Regions from separate parts of the Mus musculus genome. Here region 1 is linked to region 2. Evidence: chromatin contacts called from public Hi-C data. All regions are on one chromosome and are shown on one strand. The core of a region is the stretch at or near the end of the contact, and the rest is flanking DNA. Distances in the headings are between cores, read along the strand shown.

Region 1 (7,582 bases), core at 4,452-6,951, 150 kb before region 2:
TACCCACCTGACCAATTCTCTCCCACAACCAGCAGAACTAAATAAACCCTATCTTCAGATCTTCCCTCGTCGTCCTCAGGGTCAGCCTCCCACTCCCCGGGTAGCATCAGAGCCCTGCAGAGCTACCCCTGACTCTGGGCAAGGCTTTATGCTGTGTCTGTCCATCCCCCACACATCTCCACCTTGGTACAGACTGCTTTTTGGAATACACGTTTCTCATGTTGCCTCCTTTCCCTCCTTTACTCTACTCCTCTAGGAGATGCAGCTTAGGTACTGTAAACTTTGGGAAACCTTCCCTGTATGTCTCCTCATCCCATCCCATCAGGGTACGGTAACAACTAGCTTTACTGTCTGTCTTGCCAACTGTGAATAATCTGGGGTCAGAACAGTCTTCCCTGGATGGCCAAGAATATACCTAGCACATAGCAGATACTCAGTAAACACATGCCTGCTTTGCATGACCCCTGCACTATCCTGTGCACAGAAGAAAGGACTGCCAAGCATAATCACTCAGAGTCTAGCCAGAGTATCAACTCCCTGGCCTTCAGAGGCAGGTGCAGTCTGCCTGGCATTTCTTTCTGGTCTTTAGCTCAGCCCAACTACTCACATCTCGGGAGCAGCCTTGACATCTGTGAAGTGACAGTATCCAGGCCCCAGATGCTCATTCCTTCAGGTAGCACCTCCTCTCAGCCATATGCAGTGATTCCCCCTCCTGGGCTGTGAATTGTTTCTGTTCCCTTTCATCCTCTCAGCAAACATTTCCCAAGTGCTTACACTGTAGCCACAGCTACGGCTGGAGCTGAAGTTCGGATCTTGACTACCCCTCAAAGTACTATGTGGTAAAAGGCTGCCCCTCCCAACCAGGACGGTGCATTTGGGTCTAAGAACCTCACAGTTCATTTGTTCCCTATGTTTCTCTCCTCTCCTCTCCTCTCCTCTCCTCTCCTCTCCTCTCCTCTCCTCTCCTGTCCTCTCCTCTCCTCTCTCCTCTCCTCTTCTTCCTTCCTTTCTTTCTTCTTCTTTGTTTGTTTTTCGAGACAGGGTTTCTCTGTATAACCCTGATATCCTGGAACTCACTTTGTAGACCAGGCTGGCCTCTAACTCAGAAATCTGCCTGCCTCTGCCTCTCAAGTGCTGGGATTAAAGGCGTGTACCACCACGCCTGGCCCCCCTATGTCTTTCTTGAGGATTGACTCTGAGAGCCAGGCAATGAGGCACAGGGTCAAGGTATACATAGTGCCTTTAAGAGAGTCAGGCCATCTGCTCAGGCCCTGGCCTTTTCCTCTATTTTGCCCCCTGGCCAAGAAGCAGCGGTTCCCCTTTACCACATGCTCCCCTTTACCATGTGTTGCCTCACTGGAAGCCTAAAGCCAACAAGGGTAAATGATGATGGACCGAACCCACCAAAATGGTGAGCCAAAATAAATGAGCCTTTTCTCTTTATAAGTTAGTTATTTCAGATAGTCCTTTGCAGTATTGGGGATATGATAATGGATAGGACAGAGTTATGTCCTCAAAGGGGGTGGGGTCTAGTGGGGAGCAAGGCAGGGAACACAATTATTAATGACTTTGCAGTGAGGGGAGAGCTGGAGCAGAACAAGGCAGAAAGCACCATGCGATCAGGATGGGGCTATGGAGAGGAGAGAGAGGAGGAGATCCAATTTCCACAGAGACACTTTAAAGCTAATTATCTATGTATATCCTAGATCCTCTGCTCCCAACAGCCCTGTCAAGAATGCTGTCCCCACTGTGTCCCTTAGCTCTCTGTACATGACTCTAGAGCAAGTTCCACCCTGCAGTAGGCTGCAGGTGGGCAGGCATGCCTTGACCTGGCCCAGCTCCCAGATGTAGCCCTTAGGGCACACACACCCAGGGGACCAATGAGTAAGCATGAGAGTCATTTCTAAAAGACTGCAAGCTCTGAAGAAGCACCATGCCCAGGGGCTCACAGCAGTGGACACTCAATAGATAACATACCACTCTGATGTGGTACCATGCTTATACATGGAAATAACTCCAAACAGGCCTCCATGAGGCCTGGGCTTAACACCATCTGCAACTCTGTTCTTGGTTTTCTGGTCTATAAAATGGGATCCTTAAACTCTGTTCAGAGATATTAGCATTTCTGTAGCCTGATAGGACAACCCAGGAAATTCTGGAGAAGCAGTGTTGGGCAATAGAAGTCACTGTCTCCAGTCAGCACCCTAATGGCATGGACCCTTTGGCCTGGAAGCAGGAATTCCAGTCTGAATGTGAGAAAGTTGAAGTCAGGTTATCTTACTCAACATACCCACAGGTTACTGTGCTGTGATCTTGGCACACTGCTAATACATGTGATCAGGCACCCAGCAAAAGAGGCCTGTGACAAGTGCCAACCTGCCAGTCCCAGTATTAGACAATGGTACCAGAGCTTATCATGTGACAGCAAGCCAGAACAATCAAAATCTATACACTGTCACTACAACCATTTTGTATCTTTAGTGAGCTATAGCACGATCTGAAAATTACACACAGGCTAAGAAAAATGTAACGTGTGGGGACTTTATTATTTTCCTAGACACCCAGACTCTCAATGTCCATTCTCTTGACTAGGGAGTTCCAGGATCTCCTTTTACAGAAGGGGGGAATCCAGGGACTGCCTGGCTCCACACGTGAGTAGCAGGTAGCCTAGGCCTAGCCAAATGAGCAAGTGAAACTAGAAGCAAGGTCTTGAGCCTGGATCTGCCAGCGCCAGTGGTGGCCAACCACGGTGTTCCTGTGGCATGCTCAGCTCAGAGGGAGACAGCTTCCCAGTACCCCTGGGTTCCCGACTCCTTCCCAAACTGGTTCTTGGACTCCCTCACCCAATCTGTAAGGGGCTCTATTTCCTCCCAATAAGCCCCACTTCTGCTTGAGGACTTCTGGTGTGGGCCTAATAGCCCCAACTGCCCCACTGTGGCAAAACAGCCCCACACCCTCAGGAATACAACTATTCCACTGCCCGCCGAGGAATGAAGATGGATCAGGCAGTGGCTCATCAGGGTGACAGCAGCAGCTCCTACGGAAGCACTCATCAAGTCCAAGCACAAACGGTGTAGCGCACGAGGCTGAGGCGGGAGCCTCCTACCTCACCTGTACTTGCCCTGGCCACCCACTGATGGCCTCCCAAGCCCAGCTCTGTCATTTCCTGTGCCTAGCTCTAAGTGTCATTTAACTCTCTTGGCACTTGTTTTTCCATCTGTATTAAAGGAGTGTTGATAACAGTCATGCCCACTTCTCAGGACTGCTCTGAAGAACTAAAACCAACGAAATACCACTAACAACAAAATCAAGTGATGTGCTCTGAGAGCGGCAGCACAGAACTGCGTGGCAGGCTCTGTCTACCACGTCTAGTCCCCTGAGGCTTGGCTTCTGCCTCATTTTTCTCTGAGCCTGAACTCTGACAGGTCTCAGTGTCTCTTTGCTCCACGTCCTCTGTGCCATCCAGCTCTTCCCTGCTTAGCCCCTCCTCTTCTGTCAGGCACTCACTTGCAGGGATTTGCCTCCCACTCTGCCTGTCATTCTGTCCCGCAGTAACCTTGATGCTCTTCCCTTTACACCTGGGCTCCGCCTTATCCTCAGCACTCAATGCTGCTTTTTCTGGTCAGAAACATCTGCATCTTCAGTCCTTGCCTCTTTGAAAGACCTAGGAACCGCTAGCTATCAGATGTTCAAAGTAGATCACCAATACCAGGGCCACACGGTGAAGAGGCCCATACTCACCCTTCCCAGGCCTATGGCCACCCCTAGGTCCCTGGGCTCACTCAGATCGGCTCTCTGGTCTGCCTTTTCTTCACTCTTCTCTCTAGTCCTGTGTCACCACACTTGTTCCCCTTCTCCTCACTGTTATCTCATTTTTCTGGTCAATGTTTCCTCTCCTCTCAGTCTTGATGTGAGAGCACATCCTTCCATGTGAGCAGCTGCAGACACAATGTAAGGACTTCTTAGAAGTTCTGAAACCCTCAGAGACTCTCTATGGATAAAAAGCCTGATTTCCTTCCTGGCCTTTAAGGACCATGATTAATTCAAGCTCCTTATCCTGACTTACTCTTTGTTCCAGTCTCCAATGACTGTTCCCTCTTCCAAAACACCTGATGGCGAGTCCTTACAGACATCCCCTTATCTGTGTGGGCAAGAGCAACAAGTAGCTTGCCAAAGCCATGACTTATGTGTGAGGGAAGCAAGCCCTCCGAGGCAGAGAGAAGCCTGTGCAGTAGGACAGATGGTGTCTGAGGCATGATTAGAAGACACGAGATGAAGCAACTCCGATGACACCGATGGCTGGTAGTGACCACATTAGCCCAGTGGACGGTGTCCCTGCTAATGCACTTTGGTAATCCACTCAACCCTGTCTGCCCTAAAGCTCAGCTCAGGTTATAAAGTCCTACTTCATCCTACGTGTCTGCCTGCACATACACCACGCAGTAGGTAATCATTCTCTCCACACAGGCTGCACCCGTCCCAGGCACTGGTCAAGATGCCCACAGCACTCCAGTCCTCACACCACGCTGGGCTGGGCTGGGCTGGGCCACAAGAATAGGGTCCCACCACTGCACAAAGCAGGCCAATCACAGGAAGGACCTGTGAATCACCCCACCCCCAAATGCTCAACCTTGAGAATGAATAGGGCCTCATACCTGTTTGACTGTCAGTCTGAACACACTCAGTTGTGGTCTCAACCTAAAAATGGATTTTACAAGCCATTAGTTTTGATTGTGTAGAGCTTGCTTGTGCACTCGCATCCCGGGCTCCCTTTACCTACCTTATTGTTGCCATTGCACACTCTGATAATGGACACATAGTGTCTGATTTTTCTGTAAGTAGAAAACAATACATTATTTTTCTCCTGACTCTAATATGGGAGATAGATAGTAGTTTTTCATTATGAAAAGAATATTTCCTTTTAGCAATATATGAAATGCTTTCAGAGCATTTTCTTCTAAAAAAAATTGTGTGTGTGTGTGTGTGTGTGTGTGAAAGCCATCAATAAACGAACCAAACTTTACAGATACCACTTTATGTCCTTGGGGAAAAAAGAAGTGACTTCTACAGTCACTGCCCTAGGATTTTGTTTGTTTTGTTTTGTTTTGTTTTGTTTTGTTTTGTTTTGTTTTGTTTTGAGACAGGGTTTCTCTGTGTAGCCCTGGCTGTCCTGGAACTCACTCTGTAGACCAGGCTGGCCTCAAACTCAGAAATCCTCCTGCCTCTAAAGTGATAGGATTAAAGGTGTGTGCCACCACTGCCTGGCTACTGCCCTAGTTTTGACAACAGACAATACAAACACACATATACTTTTACAGTGTACTACATTAGTCTCTCATTTCCTAGTGAGTCGTTTGACTACGTTGATACTGATGCTCTCAAGTTCCAGCAGTCTGCTTACAGTCAGTCACAGAGATGAACACAGGTCACACAGGCCACACAGGCCACACAGGCTGAGGTCCCTGCTAGCCTTGACTAGCCAATGTCTAAGACAAAGGAACGAGGGCTGGGCACAGAAGCTGCTGGCTTGCTCCATTTATTTACTGTCCCTTCAGTTTCTTTTGCCCTGCCCCATAATCAAATCCCTATATACTAATCACAAGAACAATTTGGAAAGGACATAAAAGAGCAAAGACTCAGAACAGAGAGCCCACACAGATCCGCCTCCCTGAAGCCGTCACCAACTGGCAGCAAAGTCGGCTGACACAGCAGGCGAGCTGTGCGGTCAGCTGGCACTGAGGGCTGCACCAGGCACCATCACACATGGCAGCCAGAGCTGGGGTGGAAACCAGACCTCTCTATGACTCAGTTTCCCCATGTGTAAAGGAGCGACATCCTTGTGCTGACCAAACAAGCTGCATTTAGGATGAAATGAAGTGTCGCCGCCCATTAGCAGGAGCCTGGCTAGAGGGAAGTGCAGTTCCTAAGGCCATGGCCACACTTCCTCCTTGTGTCTCCTTCCCTCCGTATCCTACACTAGGTCTGACTTTATGTTTTGCACAGTAAGGGCTTTCCTTACAGTTTAATTTTCTCTGATCATCATTTATTAAAGTGTGTATTTTACTGTTGGGTATGCTATAATTCACACTCAGAACATTCTGGAAACTTTCTCTGTTATTTTGAACAGGTCTGAGACAAGGCCTCCAAAAATTTTAGGCTCTTAATAAATTTACAGTATGTGCACATGAGCACATGCATGCTTGCTCGTGTGAGCATGTGTGGATCAGACAGAGGTGACATGGGGACATCTTCCTCAATTGCTCCTCCATACTATTAATTATCATGATTATATTATTATTATTATTATTATTATTATGACAGGGCTCCTCACTGAATATGGACCTCAGCATTCCACAGCTAGGCTGGCTGCCAGTGAGACCGCAGATCTCTACCCACCGGTGGCAGGGTTACATGCATGATGCCACACTGGCTTTTGTGGGGTGCTGGAGATATGAACCCAGGTTCTCGTGCTTGCACAGTAAGCACCGGTCTCACTGAGCCAGCTCTCCAGCCCAGAACACATCTGTTAGCATTCAAAATATTCTGTGATAGACCTTTGCAGAAACAGCTACTTCCAATTAGATACAAAGCTTACAAACACAGAGGTAGACGTGATTTCAATATAAACATTGAAGTCTCTTTCTTGCAAATCTACACAGCATAAAGAAGACTGTCTCCAGAGTAGTGGCTCTGGACTGCAAGTGGAAGGTCCTCAGGGAACGACCACCCTGGAAGGCCGTGCCCTGTGAGAGCCTGGCCTTGCTTTAAACCTTTTACACTTCCATGAGCCATGTGGCGTTTACTTAAGTATTCAAAGAGAATTCGAGACACAGAAGTGCATTTTTCCACTTACCCTCCCTGCCCAATGACAGGTATTATCTTCACATTTTGCTGTATGTTATCTCCATTTTTCTTTTGGGTATGGTAAACTCCTTGCCATTCCTATGAATAGAATATGTATTATTATGCTTTGGTATATCCAGGAACATTTTCCATTTTGGTTCTGATTTATTAATCACCATGAAAGAACTTAGGATAAAAATGATCACAAACCCAAATGCAATTTAAGTAAGCCAATATTCTTCTTCACCCTGTCAAGTCACTTGACTAAAGTCACCTCAGTCTCTCATGGCTCTCACTGGCTGCATGAAGGAGGGACTCCGAGTCTGACGTGGTACTTGGTGCAGGTGTACTCAGAACTAGGGCACAGAAGAGCAGCGTGTGGCCATTACTGTGCTAGGCCACTACTAGCTTCTTATTGCAAATGGCTTTAGCCCTTGAGGACCTGGGGTGTCAGTCCTTCTGCAGGGTAGGGTGCTACAGCAGCTGGGCTGGAAAGCCCGGGTTGTGATTTTAGGAGCTCATGTGACCATCGGCAGGGATCCTTGCAACAGACAAGCATGGCTGAGGAGGAGACCGGCACATCTTCCCTTGGTGATAAGGGTGGCTAGGGGACTTGTCTTTATCAGCCAGCCCATCTGGCAAGTCACTCGAGGCTAAGCTATGAAAATCTCCCAACCCTCCTGTTGGATGCTGAACTAAAGGTGCCCATAATGTTCTTGGCCCTTCAGAACTCTTTGAA
Region 2 (6,928 bases), core at 1,514-4,013:
GCAAATCTCTGTGAGTTTAAGACCAGCCTAATGTATAGAGTGAATTCCAGGCTATTCAGAGCTACACAGTGAGGCCCCTGCCTCAAGCGGGAGTAGGGAGAGAACGGGAGGTGAGGTTACATGGGCTCAGGCTAATAAAGGCAGAGGGCATCTGTTCTCAGGGAACAGACAGGAATCCATGAAGCTGAAGGCCTGGAGCTTCAGGCCCTGAAACCCTCCTTCTTTGTCTAAACCCCACTTGTTTCTCCTTACTCAGAAGCAGAAACCGCCTAGGGTGTGAAAATGAAGTCCCTCACGAAGGCTTGGTCCTCAGCTGCCTCAGAGCCTGGAGGGAGCTGCACTCACCAATGAGTCAATCCATCTCCACTGACTGTGAGGAAAACCTGGCTGGGAGAAGTAGGTCACTGGGGCATGCCTGTACATCTTACACCCAGACTCTTCTTTTCTGTCTCTCTGCGTCCCTGACTGCCCTGAGGTGGACTGAGGTGGACAGAACCATTCTACCACACCGCCTCTGCAATGATCCATCTCAACACAAGCCCACAGAGATGGGGCAAAGTGGGTGGAAACCTCTAAAGGCATGATCATAAGTAAAATACATCTCCATTTTTCAACTCTCTCTGGGGCACTTTGTCCTAGTAACAGAAAGCTCGCTTGCACACCATGCGAACGAACCATCAAGAGGCCCAACTCCTCTTCCCTGCCACCAGCACTAGATGGCAAGCCCAGCACCCTGATCCCTCCTGGAGGAGGGCAGTCGGGGTGGTGCCCTCTTGGAACTTTCAGGGCTTCAGTTGTCTCCTCCCTGGCAGCTCAGCACCATCGTGGACACTGCCACGCCTGAAATAGGAGGTTTCTCCGTCTGCCAGTCTAGACCCTGACCTCTTCCTTCAGCTTGAAGAGTACACCCAGCTTGTAAGCTTGGATTTTAGGGGGGACACACATTCCAGAGCCATATGGCCACAGCCTCAAATCCCACAGTGGCCGTTCCTGCTCTTGATGGAGATGCAGGACTTCTGCATGCAGGCAGTGAAGCTGGTGCTGGTTCATCCCACACCAGCCTATTGTAGCTCCCCCAGCCCTGCGTCCAGGAGCACAGTCAGGAATGCCTTCCATCTCAGCCACCCAGGCCTCCCTCCACCCTCTACAAATAGGACATGAGCACACCACCTTGCAGAATGGTATTTAGTGAGAAAGGAAACAAAGGAGAGATTTCTGGTCTGTTTTGGTTTGGGGGGGTTGTTTGTTTGTTTGTTTTTGTTTTGTTTTTTGTTTTGTTTTTTTGGTTCTTCAAGACGAGGTTTCTCTGTATAGCCTTGGCTGTCCTGGAACTCACTCTGTAGACCAGGCTGTCCTCAAACTCAGAGATCCACCTGCCTCTGCCTCACGAGTGCTGAGATTAAAGGAGTACACCACCACTGCCCACCTTCTGATCTTAATATGGTCACTTTTCAGCACCATGCTAAGTGTTTTCTGACCATTTTCATCTATCCTTTGTGGCCAGGTAAACAGTACGTCTGTTCATTTACAGATATGGAAACTAAGCAACAGAGTCGCTTTGATCCTGAGTACAGGATCTTGCAAATCCTTGTTTCCCTTGAGGGGCAAATCAATAGGAAACATGAGTGACCAACTCCTGAATGTTACCATGACCAGCCTGGGTTCAAGACCTCTGCACTGAGAGACCAGCTTGTTTGGATTTGCAGAGAAAGTTGGTATCTATCCTAGAGCCTTTGGAACAACAGCATAATTGGAAATGTATGTGGAGGTCATAATGAAATGATTCAGTCAAGTGACACTTGGTGCTGTGTGACAAAAGAGAAGACCTAGGCTGGCACTGTCCAATACAAACTCAACAGAGACCATATCTGTAATTTCACTCCTGCTACATTCTTTAGATTCAGTCTTGTGTAGCCCAGGCTAACCTCAACGTTGCTATGCAGTTGATGGTGACCTCAAGTTTGTGGTCCTTCTTCTTTACCTCCCAGGTGATGGGCCTACATAGCATGTAACACCACCCAGAAAAGCACCAACACGGTTACTGTGGCCAGCAGTCACATGTTTAAAAGTGCAAAGAAAGCCAGGCTGGGGGTACCAGTCTGTAACACTGACTATTTGGGAGGCAGAAGCAGGAGGTCACCAGTTCAAGGGCGGTCTAAGTAACTTAGTTAGACATTAAGAAAAAAAGGGGGGACTTAGCTCAGTGGTACAGGGCTTGCCTAGCATTTGGGATTGAGGCCCTGGGTTTGCTCTTGAGCAGTGAAGAAAGAATACTGGACACCTCATCTTAAACTGCCCATGTTTCAAGTACTCAGGAGTTCATGGCTACTGTGTTGGACAGGTCCTGCTACTATCCAAATACCTGCAATAGAAAGGATGTGGCCAAGGGTCAGAGGCTGAGCCACAAAGAGAAATCTGTGGACTGAGGGGACCATTGAGATGGCTCAGTAGGTAAGAGCACTTGTCATAACAAGCCCTGGTTCAATCCCCAGAACCCACGGTGGAGGGAGAGAACTGACTCCCTCCTACCCACACAAGCGTGCCTCTGACACGTGTGCCCCTGTGCTCATACACAAGCAATATAGTAAAAACGCTTTGGAAATAAAGAGACCATGAACTGGGAGTGTGGCTCAATGGCTTGCCTAGCATATATGGGGTCCTGAGTTTAAAAGCCAGCTGTACAAAACAAAGGAAAAGAACCTGGGAGGCTCCTTGGGAAGGCAGTGACAGCTAAGGCCCGGCAGGGGGCAGAAGAGAGCCTCTCTGCAGCCAGGGACAGAAGAAGTAGAGCGGAAGGTCCCTCTGTTAGGTGCTTTCCCAGACCCTGCTATGGCTGCCGCCTGGGGCTTTCCCTCTGTAGATCAGACTGGCCTCAAACTCAGAGATCTGCCAACCTCTGCCTCCCAAGAGCTGGAATCAAAGGTGTGTGCCACCACCTCCTTTGGCTTTATTTTATTTCTTTTAGTGTGGTAAGATACCTCCTTGCCTTTTAAGTCCCAGTTAATGACTAGAGGTGTCTGCAAAGCTCATGTGTCTAGAAAGAACACGGGGTGATTTTTAAAACAGATCACAAGGCCCAGAGCAAAGTTAAGATGTTTAAAGACCTTAAGATATGCAGGTAGCGTGTATATATGTCACTATTAAACCGTTTTACCAACAAAGTTTGGGGTTTCAAATTTCCTATGTTTAGGGTTTTTTTCTTTGATTTTTGAGGCAAAATAGCCTTCAGTTCTACATATAGTTAATGACCAAGGACTTCTGATCTTCCTGCCTATGCCTCCCAAGTGCTAGGATTACAGCTCTTTTTATTTTATTTTTTAAAAGATTTTAAAATTTATTTTTATTATATGTAAGTACACTGTAGCTGTCTTCAGACACCCCAGAAGAGGGCATCAGATCTCATTACAGATGGTTGTAAGCCACCATGTGGTTGCTGGGATTTGAACTTTGGACCTTCAGAAGAGCAGTCAGGTGCTCTTACCCACTGAGCCATCTCACCAGCCCCTGAGCTCTTTTTAAAAAATGAAATTGGGGCTGGAGAGATGACTTAGTGGTAAAGAGCAGTGACTGCTCTTCCAGAGATCCTGAGTTCAATTCCTGGCAACTGCATGGTGGCTCACAACCATCTGTAATGGGATCTGATGCCCTCTTTTGGTGTGTCTGAAGACAGCTACAGTGTATGTAAGATACATAAAATAAATAAATAATTTCAAGAAAAAGTAATATAAATAATATAAATAAATAATTTCAAGAAAAAAAAGAAAAAGAAAAAATGTGTACACATACACACACACAAGTAAATTTTTTCTCTGCCTATGTGAATTTAGGGTCCAATTTGTAATACTGGATTGGCCCATGAGAGGATTATGATATACATCATTTAGGAGGGCAGATCCCCAGGGAAAGCCTATGGAAAACTGAGCATGAAATTTGGAGTCAGATCTGGGTTCAGATCCTGGCTTTAACCATTAATTTATTCTCTGAGCCTCAATTTGCTTATCTATAAAACGGGGATATTAAAGCACCCAGCATAGTGCCTGATACATAATATGAGCTTAGTAAATGGAATTCTGGGAATCTGACCCAGGGGCCATTTGAAAAGTGTAGCCAGCTCTCTTTAAGCTCTGACATTTCTTAGCCCTCCTTTTCTCTCTCCCTTCCCCCTCTCTTCAAGTGGCCATGGCCAGCCTCTCTCTCCTTCTACCTTCTCCCCCCCCCCCCCGCCTTTCTACAATAAAACTCTAAAACCATTAAAAAAAAAAAAAAAAAAAAAAAAGGTCTAACCAAGTAGTTTAGCCCAGCAAGCCTGCCTTGCTCAGGCAAAGCTGGGCTTTGAGACAGAGAGGGGACATCCCATGACTGCTGTGATTAGGAGCTTGTGGGGCTTCCAGAAAGGCAGTTTCAGGGCTTTGGCATAGCCCAGCAGAGAAAAGTTCTACCTACCCCAAAGGAGATGTAGGCGCCCAGGAGGCTGCCAGCAATAGTAGCATAGCCTCCAGTCATGACAACGTGAACTTCAGAGAGTGTCATATCTGCCAGATAGGGCCGGATCAGCAGTGGAGCTTCAGTCTACAAAGAGTCAGAAGGCAAGCAGTGAGCTGCCGCGGTGGCGGCTGGGTGATGGTCACAGGTTTTTTGTTTGTTTGTTTTGTTTTGTTTTGTTTTGTTTTGTTTTGAGACAGGTCATGGTTCTTGATGAAGAATCTCAGAGGAGACAGAGGGTGGGTTTCTAGTCAGCTGAGCCTCTCTGGGCCCCATTGTCCTCCCTCCTCTGTGATAGGACCTGCATACCACCACCCTACCCTACCCGTGTGTGTTGACACTTACCGTGCTCCTCACACCCAGGCACCTCCCCCTCTGTGCTTACAACCTAAGACAGAAAGGACTCTTATTTTCCAGGGAAGCAAACAGAGGCCTGGGAAGGGATGCAAGCCCGATCTGCACAAAGGGGCTGAGCCTTCACTGGGCATTTGCTTTGGGGCTTGTGTAGAAGTCTGGGCTACTCTTTATCTAATCCAGCTATGGAGCCCTAGCATTCTTGGTACTGCTTTGCAGGACGGGGAGATGGGCGTATGATGGTTAATCTTCATGTTCAACGTGACTGGGCTTAGAATCATGGTGGAAATACGCTCCATAGTGCATCTGTAAGGGTGTGGTCAGAGAGGTGTAACTGAGGAAGGACGACCCACCCACCCTGAATGTGGATACACTATCTCGTAGGCTGGGGCTCCAGAATGAACATAAAGTAGAACGTTATAGGGGATGTGGAAATCAACCTTGTGAGGGAAAAAGTGGGATAGAGAGCGAGGTGCCTCAGGCTCCTGAGACTCCTCAGAAAGTCCTGATCTGCTGTAGTCAGCATTAGACATAAGATGGCTCGTAGAACACCGGTGAACCAACAAAAAGGAACCGCGGCCAGGGGTTGGCTGCTTCCCCTAACTCCTCCCACTTCTTCTGAGTAACCTCATCAGACGGGACTTTCATTGGAGCCCAGTGACAGTGTGGTGAGAGATGATTGGCCAAGGATTTAGGGGCTTGGGATTGGCTCAAACATTGTATCTAAGCCTATGTGCTGGGTAATAATCTCGGATCTGTGCCCTGATGCTGGTCTCCAGAGTCTAACTGCCTGAGCTGGGTTCGGTCACATAACTCTGTCGCCGCTCATCCCCCTCCCATCCTCAGTCCTACACCCACAGACAAGTAAGCTGAGCACCCATATTTTCCGCACACCCCTTCCTACATTGTGACCAGCTGCCTCACACACACCGCCAGGCCCTCTCTGCCATGATAGCCTGTACCTCTACACTGTGGGTCCACAGGCATCTCCTTCCTTCCTTAAGTTGTTTCTGTAGGGTGCTTTATCACAGAGAAAAGAAAAGCAACCAATACCTGGAAGCCACAAGAACGCCTTCCTGGGAGCAGGAAGTGTGTGTGGAGGTATAGATACGCTGTGATTTTAGAGGGTGATAGAATCTATGAAGATAGGTGAGAAAAACAAGCCTCATGGTCAGGGAATATCAGCACCGGTCTCTTTGAGGGTGTGGCACTGGGTTAATGTTAACTGAGACCGGAAGGAGTCAACTACACAGACTGATGATGGCTCAGCCGCCCAGAAAGACCAGAGGCCCTGAGACAGGAGTAAGCTTGACCTGAAAGATCCTGACATAAAGTAGAAACTCATGTAAGCCCCCGACTTGTGTCCTAAATGGACATCACTATTGGCACAAAGTAAAAGTTTAACTTGCTCCATTGTTTCAGGAAATGTTTGTACAGAGTGCTCGGACCATTCCTTAAATCCGCTATGCTTGCCAACCGCTATAGCCCACTGCCAGACGTTTGCGGTTTGGTTGCTGGGCTGAATTTGGAAAATTTCCCCCAAAACTTTAGATTGAGCCAATCCTGAGTTGCCCCATATACCAGCCGTTAGCCAATAGAGTTGCATCACCCCTGCGCCATTTTGCTCACAGCTGCGCCTGCACATGATTCCTTCCTTGTACCCCTCCCGTACCCATTCCTTGTAAATCTCAGATCAGGAAATCGAAACTTACCTGATTGGTTGCTCAGGGGCATGTGATCTGGAAGTCCCCTCCCTTCCCCTTCTCCTTTTCCCCCTTGAGGGCCCATAAAAGGAGGGTCCCATTTCCCTTCCGGTTGACTTCTCTATCCCTGCGTGGGATACGAGTTGTCCCCAGAGCTCTGGCTTTCCTGAATAAAGCCTCATGTGATTTGCATCAAGCTTGGTCTCTCCTGAGTTCTTGGGAGTCCGCAGTTGTCCCGAGCCTTGAGTGAGGGTCTCCCTTGGGGGAGACGCAGTTCTTGTCCGACAACAACGCGCTGGAAATCTAGAGCCTCATTGCAAGGGTCCCTACATCGTGCTGCTAACCACCCCCACCGCTGATAAAGTAGAAGGCATCTCTGCATGGATCCA

What was found. A called contact is a pair of places that touch in the nucleus more often than the background predicts.
Region 1: a Hi-C map of bone marrow-derived macrophages shows a contact between it and region 2, with 34 read pairs. The contact joins two enhancer-like sites. A contact is called at or near these places in 5 of 15 datasets of contacts at CTCF or cohesin (the NIH/3T3 cell line, embryonic stem cells, large pre-B cells and 1 more), 36 of 484 Hi-C or Micro-C datasets (the AML12 cell line, the AtT-20 cell line, CD4 T cells and 24 more), 11 of 115 datasets of contacts at active chromatin or transcription factors (CD4 single positive thymocytes, the HPC-7 cell line, Th17 cells and 6 more) and 4 of 9 other capture datasets (adipose tissue, embryonic tail, liver and 1 more).

What each region holds. Positions count from the first base shown.
Region 1 is chr7:81,306,055-81,313,636 of GRCm38.p6, reverse strand. It overlaps Pde8a (phosphodiesterase 8A), which reads right to left. Exons shown (of 22, transcript NM_008803.3): 9 at 6,854-6,942; 10 at 4,781-4,832; 11 at 4,656-4,698. Among named protein-coding and RNA genes, the nearest start is that of Rps17, 35 kb to the left of the region's middle. Within about 2 kb of position 5,701, at least 16 of the 459 cell types and tissues checked have an H3K27ac peak or open chromatin away from gene starts, as enhancers often do. A contact at or near this core is called in adipose tissue and bone marrow-derived macrophages, where this site is marked.
Region 2 is chr7:81,151,041-81,157,968 of GRCm38.p6, reverse strand. Slc28a1 (solute carrier family 28 (sodium-coupled nucleoside transporter), member 1) reads right to left here. Exons shown (of 18, transcript NM_001004184.3): 11 at 4,444-4,569. Among named protein-coding and RNA genes, the nearest start is that of Slc28a1, 40 kb to the right of the region's middle. Within about 2 kb of position 2,763, at least 81 of the 459 cell types and tissues checked have an H3K27ac peak or open chromatin away from gene starts, as enhancers often do. A contact at or near this core is called in adipose tissue and bone marrow-derived macrophages, where this site is marked.